Regions from separate parts of the Callithrix jacchus genome. Here region 1 is linked to region 2. Evidence: chromatin contacts called from public Hi-C data. All regions are on one chromosome and are shown on one strand. Each heading gives the region's core, a stretch centred on a gene start, on an enhancer-like site or on the middle of the called end of the contact. The rest is flanking DNA. Distances are from core to core; before and after follow the strand shown. Region 1 overlaps MAP2K1 (mitogen-activated protein kinase kinase 1). Region 2 holds the start of MAP2K1 (mitogen-activated protein kinase kinase 1).

What was found. Hi-C and Micro-C count contacts between places; a contact is called where the count stands out from the background.
Region 1: a Hi-C map of induced pluripotent stem cells shows a contact between it and region 2, with 1.9 times the contacts expected there. The contact joins the enhancer-like site here to the promoter of MAP2K1 in region 2. A contact is called at or near these places in 2 of 3 Hi-C or Micro-C datasets (induced pluripotent stem cells and skeletal muscle).

The regions. Positions count from the first base shown.
Region 1 is chr8:13,465,966-13,472,175 of calJac240_pri, forward strand. All of the region lies in intron 1 of MAP2K1 (mitogen-activated protein kinase kinase 1), which reads left to right. Among named protein-coding and RNA genes, the nearest start is that of MAP2K1, 47 kb to the left of the region's middle. Within about 2 kb of position 3,501, at least 2 of the 16 cell types and tissues checked have an H3K27ac peak or open chromatin away from gene starts, as enhancers often do.
Region 2 is chr8:13,418,671-13,424,431 of calJac240_pri, forward strand. It overlaps MAP2K1 (mitogen-activated protein kinase kinase 1), which reads left to right and starts at 3,698. Exons shown (of 11, transcript XM_002753259.6): 1 at 3,698-4,208. The coding sequence starts at 4,129.

The DNA of each region.
Region 1 (6,210 bases), core at 2,251-4,750, 47 kb after region 2:
GAACATATGTAACCAGCCCTCAGATCAAGAACAGGGCATTACTAGCACCCAGGAAATCCCCTCCTTCCCTGTGTTAGGGTTTGCCAGAGAAACAGAACCAACAGCAGTTGTGTGTTTGTTTGCATATGTATGAGAGGGTTGTTGATGTTTATTTTAGGGAATTGGCTGATGTGAATTGTTTGGGTCTAGTATGTCTAAAATCAGGGGTAAGCCAGCAAGCTGGAGACCCAGGGTAGGGTTACACGCTGTTCAAGTCCAGACACAGGCTACCAGAATTCCTTCTTCTTCTGGGCCTATCAGTCTTTGTTCTCTTAAGGTTTTCAATTGATTGGCCGAGGCCCATTGACATTATGGAGGGTAATTCACTTTAGTCAGAGTTCACCAATTTAAATGTTAATCTCATCCAAAAAACCCCCACAAATACCAAAAACATTTTCACAGAAACACCATGGCCTAGTCAAGTTGACACAAAATTAACTATCACACACCCAGTCTTAGTTACTGCCCTGTGAAGGGTAATCACTTTCCTGATTTATAATGGCAAAGATTAATGTTGCCTTTTTTTGAATTTTCTTTTTTTTTTTTTTCTCCAGACTGAGTCTCATTGTTGCCCAGGCTGAAGCACAGTGATGCGATCTTGTCTTACTGCAGCCTCTGCCTCCCGGGCTCTGGCAATCCTCTCACCTCAGCCTTACCAGTAGCTATGAATTAGCACGCCACCACGCCTGGTTAATTTTTTTTGAGACGGAGTTTCGCTGTTGTTACCCAGACTGGAGTGCAATGGCACGATCTCGGCTCACTGCAACCTCCGCCTCCTGGGTTCAAGCAATTCTCCTGCCTCAGCCTCCTGAGTAGCTGGGACTACAGGCATGCACCACCATGCCCAGCTAATTTTTGTATTTTTAATAGAGATGGGGTTTCACCTCATTGACCAGGATGGTCTCGATCTCTTGACCTCGTGATCCACCCGCCTTGGCCTCCCAGAGTGCTGGGATTATAGGCGTGAGCCACCGCGCCTGGCCTATTTTTATATTTTTTGTAGAGATGGGGTTTCACCATGTTGGCCAGGCTGGTCTCAAACAACTGGGCTCAAGTGATCCTCCCGCTTCGGCCTCCCAAAGTTGCTAGGATTACAGATGTGAGCTAGCATGCCCAGCCTTGAATTTTCTATAGATGGAATGACATAGCATATTAGTCTGTTTTCACACTGCTATGAAGAACTGCCCAAGACTGGGGTTATTTATAAAGGAAAGAGATTTTGCATGACTGGGGAGGCCTCAATAAAGTTACACTCATGGCAGAAGGCAAAGGGGAAGCAAAGACCTTCACATGGTGGCAAGTGAGAGAATTGCCAGTAGGAGAAACACCAGACACTTGTAATACTATCAGCTCTCATGAGAATTCACTCACTGTCTTGAGAATAATGTAGGGGAAACTGCCTCCATGACCCAGTTACCTCCCTGTTTCAATACATGGGGATTACAGTTTGAGTTGAGATTTGGGTGGGGACACAGCCAAACCATATCACACAGTACATAATCTTTTGTGCCTGGCTTCCTTCACAGAGCCCATATACACAGTCCTAGAATTTGATTGTCTAGATAGTTGAACAGCCTCTCTTAGAGTAACCTGCAGGATTGAGGTATGGGAGGGTATAGAACACCTTCCCCAAGATGTTGTCTGGGGCTGGCCCTTGCCAGTGCATCTGCATTGCCCAACACAGATGGGCTAGCCTGGGGTGGAATCTGAAAGTTGGTAAGCTGTACTTTTGGCACCTTCTGCCTTCTTCCTTCAGATCCCTTCTGCTTTCCTGTCTCACTACTCTTTGTATGCCTAACCCTCAATCCTCAGCTATTTATATTTTGACTGTATAGAGGCCCCATGGTGCCAGTTCTCTTTGCTCTCACATTGCCCCCGTCCATTGAAGTTCCTCAGCCCCTCTACTTGAACACACCCCCAGTCTTATTCTGTATCTCCTCAGATTGTCACATTGACAGACTTGGACCTTAGAGATACTTAGACACCTTTCCTTTTCCTCCTCTCCTCCTCCGTATATATTTTTCTTATGGGTATGGAACTGAGGACCAGAAAGGAAGGTAACTTACCTAAGATCTCACAGATGGGAAGGTAGGGGTAGAAGGTGTGGATCAAGGGATTGTATGCAGCCTTTAATCTCTAGGCGCTGGTCTCTACCTTGGTTCTGTCTCTTCTGCCTCTCCTTCCCTCTTTCTCTGCTACTTGTTTCCTGCTCTAGTAGCATTCCTGCTTGCCAGATGCCACAAGGGAGGGAGAATTTTACAACTCCCTGGGCTCTCTGGTAAGAACCCCCACCTGCACGGGGATGCTTCCTCTCTTTCCCACAGTGATTGGTTGTCATCCTCTCCCCTTTTCTCAGTGTACCCTCCTGGCAGAGGCAGGGCCAGGCATTGAGACTAGAGCAAGATTCAGGTTGGGTGGCATGGAATTGTGGTTCATTCCTGTTTGGTGTGTGGCAGTTTGGAGATCCCATTTCTTTTTCTGAACATCGCTCCCCTGCCTCCTCCTATTATTCCTTCAGTCAGCCTCTAAATTCAGTGACCATCAGGGTTGAAAAAGGCAATGTGGGGTCTTGAAAGGAGCTCTGTCTTAGGAGTTAGGAGGCCTGCCACCAATGAACTGTGTGAACTTGTCCCTCTGGGCCTCAGTTTTATCATCTGTAAAATGAAGTTTGGATAAGGTGGTCTTCAAGGTCCCTCCCTGGGATATATTTTATGCTGCTGCTTGATTTAAACCAGTGAGTTACAAATGTAGGGTTCTAGTTGTGGCAGTGTAATTAGGCTTAGCAGATGGATGAGATGAGATGTTCTTGCCCATAGGATTATCCTTTCCCATCCATTTCATTGTGCCTCTCTGGTGTTTTCAGAAAGCAAATGACAACCCTTGTTTTTCTCTGTGTTCCCATTCAAACCTATAATCTTCTTGTGTCTTCATTAACTTGTATTTACTGTTAGACAGCCGTGATGCAGAATTCACGTTACAGTGTGTGGTTTTCTCTCTGCCATGATGATTGTGATGGTGGGTGGAGCCAGTCACAGCTGGTTCCTGGAGAGAGGGCTGTGTGTGCCAGATTTATTGTGCTGGAGTTCCAGTTTTGTTTTGTTTTTAAATCCTCTGTCTCAGTTTTGCTGATACCAGTTAAAACCAAAGATTGTGAAGAGAGACAGAGACAATTTTATGCCCTCTCAGTTTTAGACATTGGTGATCTAGGTGTTGGGTAAGGGCCCACTCTCTTATATCATTTGCTTAAAACATTTCACTTTGGAAGGGCAGAAATTTGCCTTGTTGCACCTCCCTCTGCAAGAGAAAGAAATACTGAATACTGTTACATTATTGACTGTTATCTTTCTAATGAGTACTGAAAGCCATTTTGATGCCAGGATCTTCCTTTCACCTTCAGATAAAATGTTACATCTTTCATTCTCTGAAAAACACTGAGTATGTTAAGAATAATTAAAGGAAAGGCAGTATTTAGTTCTGGATCCTGCGGTTGCTGCCTTGGCCTCTCCTTTCTCCTCTTCACCTCCCCTCCCTCTGTATTAGTATAGAAATGTGTCAAAAATTTCATGCTTCTTCCATTAGTTTCTACTTTGACCGTCCCTAGTAAGTTAAATAAGAGTGGTAATCCTGTTTTACAAAAGAGATATCCTTTTATTTAGGTTTTTTTTTTTTTTTTGTGGGGGGGGAGGAGGGCAGGAAGGGAGGGAAGAAGGACGGTAGGGAGGAAGGAAGGGATGAAGGAAGGAAGGAAGGGAGGAAGCAGGGAGGGAGGGAGGGAAGGGAAGGAAGGAAATCAAGCAATGAGAGAGACATTGCAGACCTGGATCTAGAGGTTTACAAGTTGATTTCTTTTTTTTTTTGAGAGAAGGAAAGAAAAAAAAAGTAAGTAAAGGAGAGGAAGAAAGAGGAAGAAAAAGAGGGAGAGTAAATGGAAATATTGCTTTATTTTGAAAAAAATTGGGTATTAATAATGGCCAATCAATGTTTCATTTAAACTTATGGGTAGGTGTGATGTGGTATTGACAAGAATGTATATTTTGTGTATTTGAAGTGGAGAGCTCTATAAATATTTATTAAGTTTACTTGTTCTGGATCTGAGTTCGAGTCCTTGATATCCTTATTAATTTTCTGTCTCATTGAATCTAAGTCTCTATGTATCTGGGTGTTAGGATCGTTAGCTCTTGTTGTTGCATTGATCCTTTTACCACTATATCTTTGTTGCTTTAAAATCTATTTTATCCGACACGAGAATTGCAACTCCTGCTTTTTATTTATTTATTATTTATTTTTGCTCTCCATTTGGTTGGTAAATCTTTCTCCATCCCTTTGTTTTGAGTCTTTGTGTATCCTTGCATGTGAAACAGGTCTGGATGTAACATGCCGTTGGGTTTTGGCTGTGTCTTTTGATTGGGGGATTTAGTCAATTTAAATTTAGGGTTACTGCCATTTGATGTTGACTGGCTGTTTTATCCATTCGTTGGTGTAAATTCTTCTTTATGTTGCTGCTCTTTACTTCTTGGTATATTTTTAGAAAGGCTAATACTGGTTGTTTCTTTCTGTGTGTAATGCTTCTTTCAGAAGCTCTTGTAAAGCAGGCCTGGTGGTAATAAAATCTCTGAGTTCTTGCTTGTTCATAAAAGATTTTATTTTTCCTTCAGTTGTGAAGCTTAGTTTGGCTGGATATGAAATTCTGGGCTGAAGGTTCTGTTCTTTGAGGATGTTGAATATTGGCCCCCACTCTCTTCTGGCTTGTAGAGTTTCTGCTGAGAGAGCTGCTGTAAGTCTGATAGGCTTGCCTTTGTGGGTAATCTGACCTTTCTCTCTGGCTGCCCTTAGTATTTTCTCCTTCGTTTCAACCCTGGTGAATCTAACGATTATGTGCCTTGGGGTTGCTCTTCTTGAGGAGTATCTTTGTGGTGTTCTCTGTATTACCTGGGGTTGAATGTTGACCTGCTTTGCTAGTTTAGGAAAATTTTCCTGAATAATATCCTGAAGGGTATTTTCCAGCTTGGATTCATTCTCTCCGTCGCATTCAGGTACACCTATCAAATGTAAATTTGGTCTTTTCACATAGTCCCACATTTCTTGGAGACTTTGCTCATTCCTTTTTATCCTTTTTTCTCTAATCTTTTCTTCATGTTTTATTTCATTAAGTTGGACTTTGACCTCTGATATCCTTTCTTCTGCTTGAACAATTCGAGTGTTTAAACCTGTGCATACTTCTCGGAGTTCCTGTATTGTATTCTTCAGTTCCATTAATTCACTCATACTCCTCTCTAAGTTGTCTATTCTCAGTAGGATTTCATCAAACCTTTTTTCAAAGTTCCTAGTTTCTTTACGTTGGGCTACAACATGTTCTTTTAACTCACCGAAGTTTGTTATTATCCATTCCTTGAAGAGTGGTTCTGTCATCAGGATGCACTCATTCTCCATCAAGCCTTGTTCCATTGTCGATGTGGAACTGTGATCATCTTTAGAGGGAGAGGCGTTCTGACTGAGTATTCTCAGCTTTTTTACGCTGGTTTCTTCCTGTCATTGTAAATTTATCCTCCTGTCGTCAGGATTTTCCTGTCGGCTTCTTTCTTGTGTCCGTAGTAGGGGACTCTGCCTTCCCGGGGCTCCAAACCTCGGTCAGAAGGGGAACCGGTCCCATTTACTCTGCGCCGAGGGCTGCCGCGCTGGGGTGCAGTCACAGCGCTGCGCCGGGCTCTGGTGTTGTGCTGGGGGCCCGTGCGGGTCCTCCGAACCTGTTTACTCTGCTCCCAGAGCTGCCGTGCCGAGGTGCCGGCGGAACCGCTGCGCCGGCCACGAGAGTCGCGCTGGCCACCCGTGTGTTTCCTCCACTGGGGGATCTTCTGCTCCGTGAGCGACCAGAATTTGTCTGAAAGTGTGGCGTCCTCTAGTTCTCCGCGCCTTACCTGAGAGCTGCAATCTCGGGATGTTAGCGATCAGCCATCTTGGATCGTTCTCCTTAGTTATTTTAAAAAACATTTTTTTTTTTTTTTGAGACAGAGTTTCGCTCTTGTTTCCCAGGCTGGAGTGCAATGGCGCGATCTCGGCTCACCGCAACCTCCGCCTCCTGGGTTCAGGCAATTCTCCTGCCTCAGCCTCCCGAGTAGCTGGGATTACAGGCACGCGACACCATACCCAGCTAATTTTTTGTATCTTTAGTAG
Region 2 (5,761 bases), core at 2,448-4,947:
CTAGATATGTTAATTTTCTTCACTATAGTAACCATTTTACTATCTATATATATCCCACAACATCATGTTGTAAACCTCAAATATATGCAATAAAATTTATTTTTATTTATTTTATTTATTTTTGAGACAGAGTCTCGCTCTGTCGCCCAGGCTAGAGTGCAGTGGTGTGACCTCGGCTCACTGAAACCTTTGCCTCCCAGGTTCAGGCAATCATCCTGCCTCAGCCTCCTGAGTAGCTGGGATTACACGTGCCCACCACCATGACAGGCTAATTTTTGTAATTTAGTGGAGACAGGGTTTCACCATGTTGGCCAGGCTGGTCTTGAACTCCTGACCTCAAATGATCCTCTCACCTCGGCCTTACAAAGTGTTGGGATTACAGGCAGAAGCCACCACTGCACCCACCGAATATAATTATTATTATTATTATTTTTTGTTTATTTATTTTTTGAGACAGAGTCTCACTCTGTCACCCAGGCTGGAGTGCGGTGGTGCGACCTTGGCTCACTGCAACCTCCACCTCCCGGGTTCAAGCAATTCTCCTGCCTCAGCCTCCCGAGTAGCTGGGACTACAGGCACGCGCCACCACGCCCAGCTAATTTTTTGTACTTTTAGTGGAGACGGGGTTTCACCATGTTGGCCAGGATGGTCTCGATCTCTCGACCTTGTGATCCACCCACCTCGGCCTCCCAAAGCGCTGGGATTACAGGCGTGAGCCACCGCGCCCGGCCCATATAATTATTTTTTTAAAAAAACTATGAGTTCAGGCTGGGCTCAGTGGCTCATGAGGCAGGCGGATCACCTGAGGTCAGGAGTTAGACACCAGCCTGGCCAACATGATCTTGGCTCACTGCAACCTTTGCCTCTCATCTCTACTAAAAATACAAAATTAGCCGGGCGTGGTGGTATGTGCCTGTAATCCCAGCTACTTGGGAGGCTGAGTCAGGAGAATCACTTGAACTCGAGAGGCAGAGGTTGCAGTGAGCCGAGATCCCGCCACTGCACTCCAGCCTGGGCAAAAAGAGCTAAACTCTACTAAAAAAAAAAAAAAAACCCAAAAAACAACAAAAAAACTGTGAGTTCACACTGATACCTCCAATTCCAATACAATAGCATGGGGCATTCTCCCCATCGTTTTAACTTCATTGTACCACAGTGGGAAAGCTGGCTCTGTCATGCTTAATGTATTTAGTGACTTGATCAATCATCCCGTATGCAACTAATCTCCCAATCTAAGCTTCCAGGCCTTCCCCACTGGGATGCCTTGCTCTCCACTCTTGGGCTCTAGGACTTAGACTTTTTGTAGGGCTGCCTCCCAGGTGTTCAAGCCCTCTTCATCTTCTCAGGTTCTTCAGCCTCCTTACCTATTAGGTTACTGACACCTGGCTGTGGACCGCCAGGTGTATATGCTTCCTTTGTTCTGTATACCTAATGTCTCTGGCACTGAATATTTTAGGATGGAAAAGGGGAAGAGGAACACTGAATGTGCCCTTTTGAATGGATAATGTGCCTCTTATTTTTTAAGCTCTTTATTCACATCTTTCTTTCTTTTTTTTTTTTGAGATGGAGTTTAGCTCTGTCACCCAGGCTGGACTGCAGTGGCACAATCTCGGCTCACTGAGAACTCCGCATTCCAGGTTCAAGCAATTCTCTTGCCTCAGTCTCCCGAGTCGCTGGGACTACAGGTGTGCGTCACAACACTCAGCTAATTTTTGTATTTTTAGGACAAAATACAAAATATACGCCTGGTCACACATCTTATTTCTTTAGTAATTCACAGAACTGGAATTTTTGGATAAAAGCGTTTTTTTTTTTTTTTTGGCCGTGCGCTGTGGCTTATGCTTGTAATCCCAGCACTTTGGGAGGCTGAGGTGGGTAGATCAACTGAGGGTGGGAGTTCAAGACCAGCCTGATCAACATGGAGAAACGCTGTCTCTACTGAAAATACAAAAAATTAGCAGGGCGTGGTGGCGCGTGCCTGTAATCCTAGCTACTTGGGAGAATGAGGCAGGAGAATCACTTGAACCTGTGAGGGGGAGGTTGCAGTGAGCTGAAATCGCGCCATTGCACTCCAGCCCGGGCAACAATAGCAAAATTCCGTCTCACTCAGGGGCCCAGGATGGAGTGTAGTGACCTGATATCAGCTCTCTGTAAACAAACTCTGCCTACCAGGTGCAAGTGATTCTCTGCCTCAGCCTCCCCGAGTAGCTGGGATTACTGGCACTGGCCACCACCCTCGTGTAAATTTTTTGTGTTTTTAGTAGAGATGGTTTCACCATCTTGGGCAGACTGGTCTTGAACTCCTGACCTCTTGATACACCCGCCTCGGCCTCCCAAACTGCTGGGATTATAGGTGTGAACGACCGCTCCTGGCCTGGATGAAAGTTTTTTTTTAAGGCTAGTCAAGTGAAGCAGTGGGAGTGGAGAAGGAACAAAAAAATCTGTAACTGGCTGGGCGCGGTGGCTCACACCTATAATCCCAGCACTTTGGGAGGCCAAGGCGGGTGGATCACGAGGTCAAGAGATCGAGACCATCCTGGTCAACAGGGCGAAACCCTGTCTCTACTAAAAATACAAAAAAATTAGCTGGGCATAGTGGTGCGTGCCTGTAGTCCCAGCTACTCGGGAGGCTGAGGCAGGAGAATTGCTTGAACCCAGGAGGCGGAGGTTGCGGTGAGCCGAGATCGTGCCATTGCACTCCAGTTTGGGTAACAACAGCGAAACTGCGTCTCAAAAAAAAAAAAGAAATCTGTAACTGGTTGTGATCAATTAGTTGTAAACACCACGGCACTCGGACCAGCCTGGATGAAAGTTTTTAAAGAGTCTCGCTCTGAAGCTGGTGTGCAGTGGTGTGATCCTAACTCATTGCAGACTCAAACTCCTGGGCTCAAGTGATCCTCCAGCCTCAGTCTCCTCAGTAGCTCAGACTACAGGTGCACTCAGTCACGCCCAGCCAGTAGAGACCGGGGAGGGGTGGGGGGGGGAGTCTCCCTGCTCAGGCAACACTGGGATTACAGACGTGAGCCACCACTCCTGGACTGGTAAAGGGTGTTTTTAAGGCTTTAAAAAAAATGTTACCAACATAGTGAAACCCCGTCAAAAAAAAAAAAAAAAAAAAATCAATCTGCTCTCAAAAACCGTTGCAACAATTTACAGTCTCATCAGCACTGAGTATCCATTTCCCCGCACCCTTCTCAGGAGTATTATTAAACAAATAAAATACATAAATGACAGTTCGTTGGGCTCAAGGAGTCTCTGGACAAGTTTCCTATTTACCACGCCGCCTCTCCTCTGGACACAGGAAGGGGTCCTTTTCCTTATTTATTTTGTTATTTCATTTCTGTCAACAGGACTCGGCTTTGGGACGAAGGTTGGGGACAGGCTAGTTACCGCAGACGAGGAGGCCGCGCAGCACTTGGCCTAGAGGAGCTCAACCGGCAGCCGATACGAACCTCTTTTCGGAGGGGTCAGCCTGCGTGTCTCCGGGCGGCAGAGGGCGCCGTCGAGCCCGCGACAGACCCCGCCCCCAGGGCAGCGCGCCGCGCTCCCATGACGTATTTCCGCGTCATCTGCCGCCGAGGCTTGCTCCCATTGGTTGTTGGCGAGGCAATAGGGGCGGAGTGAGTGGGTGTGTGGAAAGCGCCGCAGCTCGGGTGGGGGGCGAGGCTTCCCCTTCCCCGCCCCTCCCCCGACCTCCAGTCCCTCCCAGGGCCGATGCGCTTAGCGGCTAGGAGCGCGGCGGCGGCAGTTTCCTCGACAGGAGCTGGAGCTGGGCTCTGGTGCGCGCGCGACGGGGCCGCCTGAGCTGGAGAGACTGGTTGGTTGAGGGAGAGAGGGAGGGAATCCCGGGCTGCCGAACCGCACTTTCAGTTCGCTCCACTCCTGCGGGCAGCCCTTCGGCTCGCTGCGCGCGGAGCCGAGTCCCGGGCGGGTGGGGCGGGGGTCCCCTGAGACCGCCACCGGCCCCCTCGGAGCTGACGGGACCGCGCGGGGCGCACCCGCCGAAGGCATCCCCGCGGCCCGCGGCCCGGACTTGGACCTGCGCAGCGGGCTCGGGGCAGCTCAGCGGGAGGAAGCGAGAGGTGCTGCCCTCCCCCCGGAGTTGAAAGCGCCTTAGCCGGGTCCAAAATGCCCAAGAAGAAGCCGACGCCCATCCAGCTGAACCCGGCCCCCGACGGCTCGGCGGTTAACGGGACCAGCTCTGCAGAGTAAGTATGGAGCGGGTGGCGAACGTCGGGGCCCGGCTGGGGAGGCCCGGGCCGGGGCTCAGGAGCGCGCGCCAGGCTCCTCTCCGGTTTGTCACGTACGTCTGGGGCTGGCAGGGGGCGAGGAACTCCCGGCCGCCGGGGTATCAGTGACTAAGCACTGATTGTGCTCCTGACTCAGACCAGTTCGCGGATTTCGCGGGTCTCGATTTCCCTCTTCACCCGTTTCCCGACAGTTTCAGTGGTCCCTGGCCATTGACCGGTCTCCTCCCAAGAAAATAAAAGCTGGCACATCTCTCCTGCCTCTCCCCAGCTGTGTTCTAAATGTGATCCTCTGGGAGTCTGGGCTGTAACGGGGAGAGGAGGCTAATGTTTTGGAAAGAATTAAGATCGCATCTGTGCTTTGAGACCGGCTCAGTTTATGAAGTGTGGAGCATTAGCCTCACCTTCATGCCTGACACCTGTGGGGCCTAAATGCCTTGTTGCAGGCCAGCTGCCTGGCCAGCGGGGGCGTGCTGGAAGTCCGTGTGGACTTCGTGGCTTTTCCTTGCTGACTTTGGGAGTTCCCGGTCCTTGGCCTTCCTGGGAACTGTCTTGCTCAAGAAAGCATCGTTCCTTATCTGGCTATTCATTCATTCATTTATTCAACAAACCATTTCCTCACTAATGATTAGCTTTCCGTACTTGGCCAGGAGCTCCTAAACTCCTGACCTGAGACATGAACACCATGACCTGTAAACCGTATACTAGGTGTTCCATCTCTGCAGCTTCTAGCGTTGCTCACAAATGAACACTTTATTTCATTAAATAATCATGAGGCTGTTTACTGGGGGTTTCTGAGCTACCACAACTCTTTTGGGTTCTAGGTAAGGGACAAGACTATGTGAGGGAAAGCTGCTTAGCTAGCTAGAGAAATGGCCAGAAAAGATCAGTTTATTTTTATTTTTTGCCTTTTTTTTGGTGGTGGTTTGTCCAATCTTCAGTAAAGATTTTGTTTTTAATCTTTTACCTGCATCCTGCAGACTTTAGGAAGCTAATTGATGAAATCAGAGTAGGCTTGGACTTTCTGCTCTTTGGTGATTTCTGTAACCTCCCTTTCTTTCTCTAGATTTAAAAAAAATTTTATTTTTAAAAATTTTATAGAGATGGGGTCTTGGTATATTGCTTAGGCTGGTCTTGAACTCCTGGGCTCTAGCGATCCTCCCAAAGTGCTGGGATTACCCAGCCAACTTTCCCTATATTTTAATAACCTGGGGACCTGTTGGCTTGGTGACTTGTTCCATGCCTGTAGTGATCACACGGTCAGTGGTGGACCTGTGTGTGGTATGTGTTCAGCTAAGTTCTTGAGACCTACTCCCAGCAGACTCTCCTCTTTAGGCCCCTCGCAGTCGTGTGGTATCTGTTTTGCATGTTACTGACTTGTATAGGTGGTTGGGTTGCATTGCAAACATTTTTTTTTTTTTTTTTTTGAGACAGGGTTTCACTCTTGTTGCCCAGGCTGGAGTGGAATGGTGCGATCTCGGCTCACTGCAACCTCTGCCTCCTGGGTTCAAGTG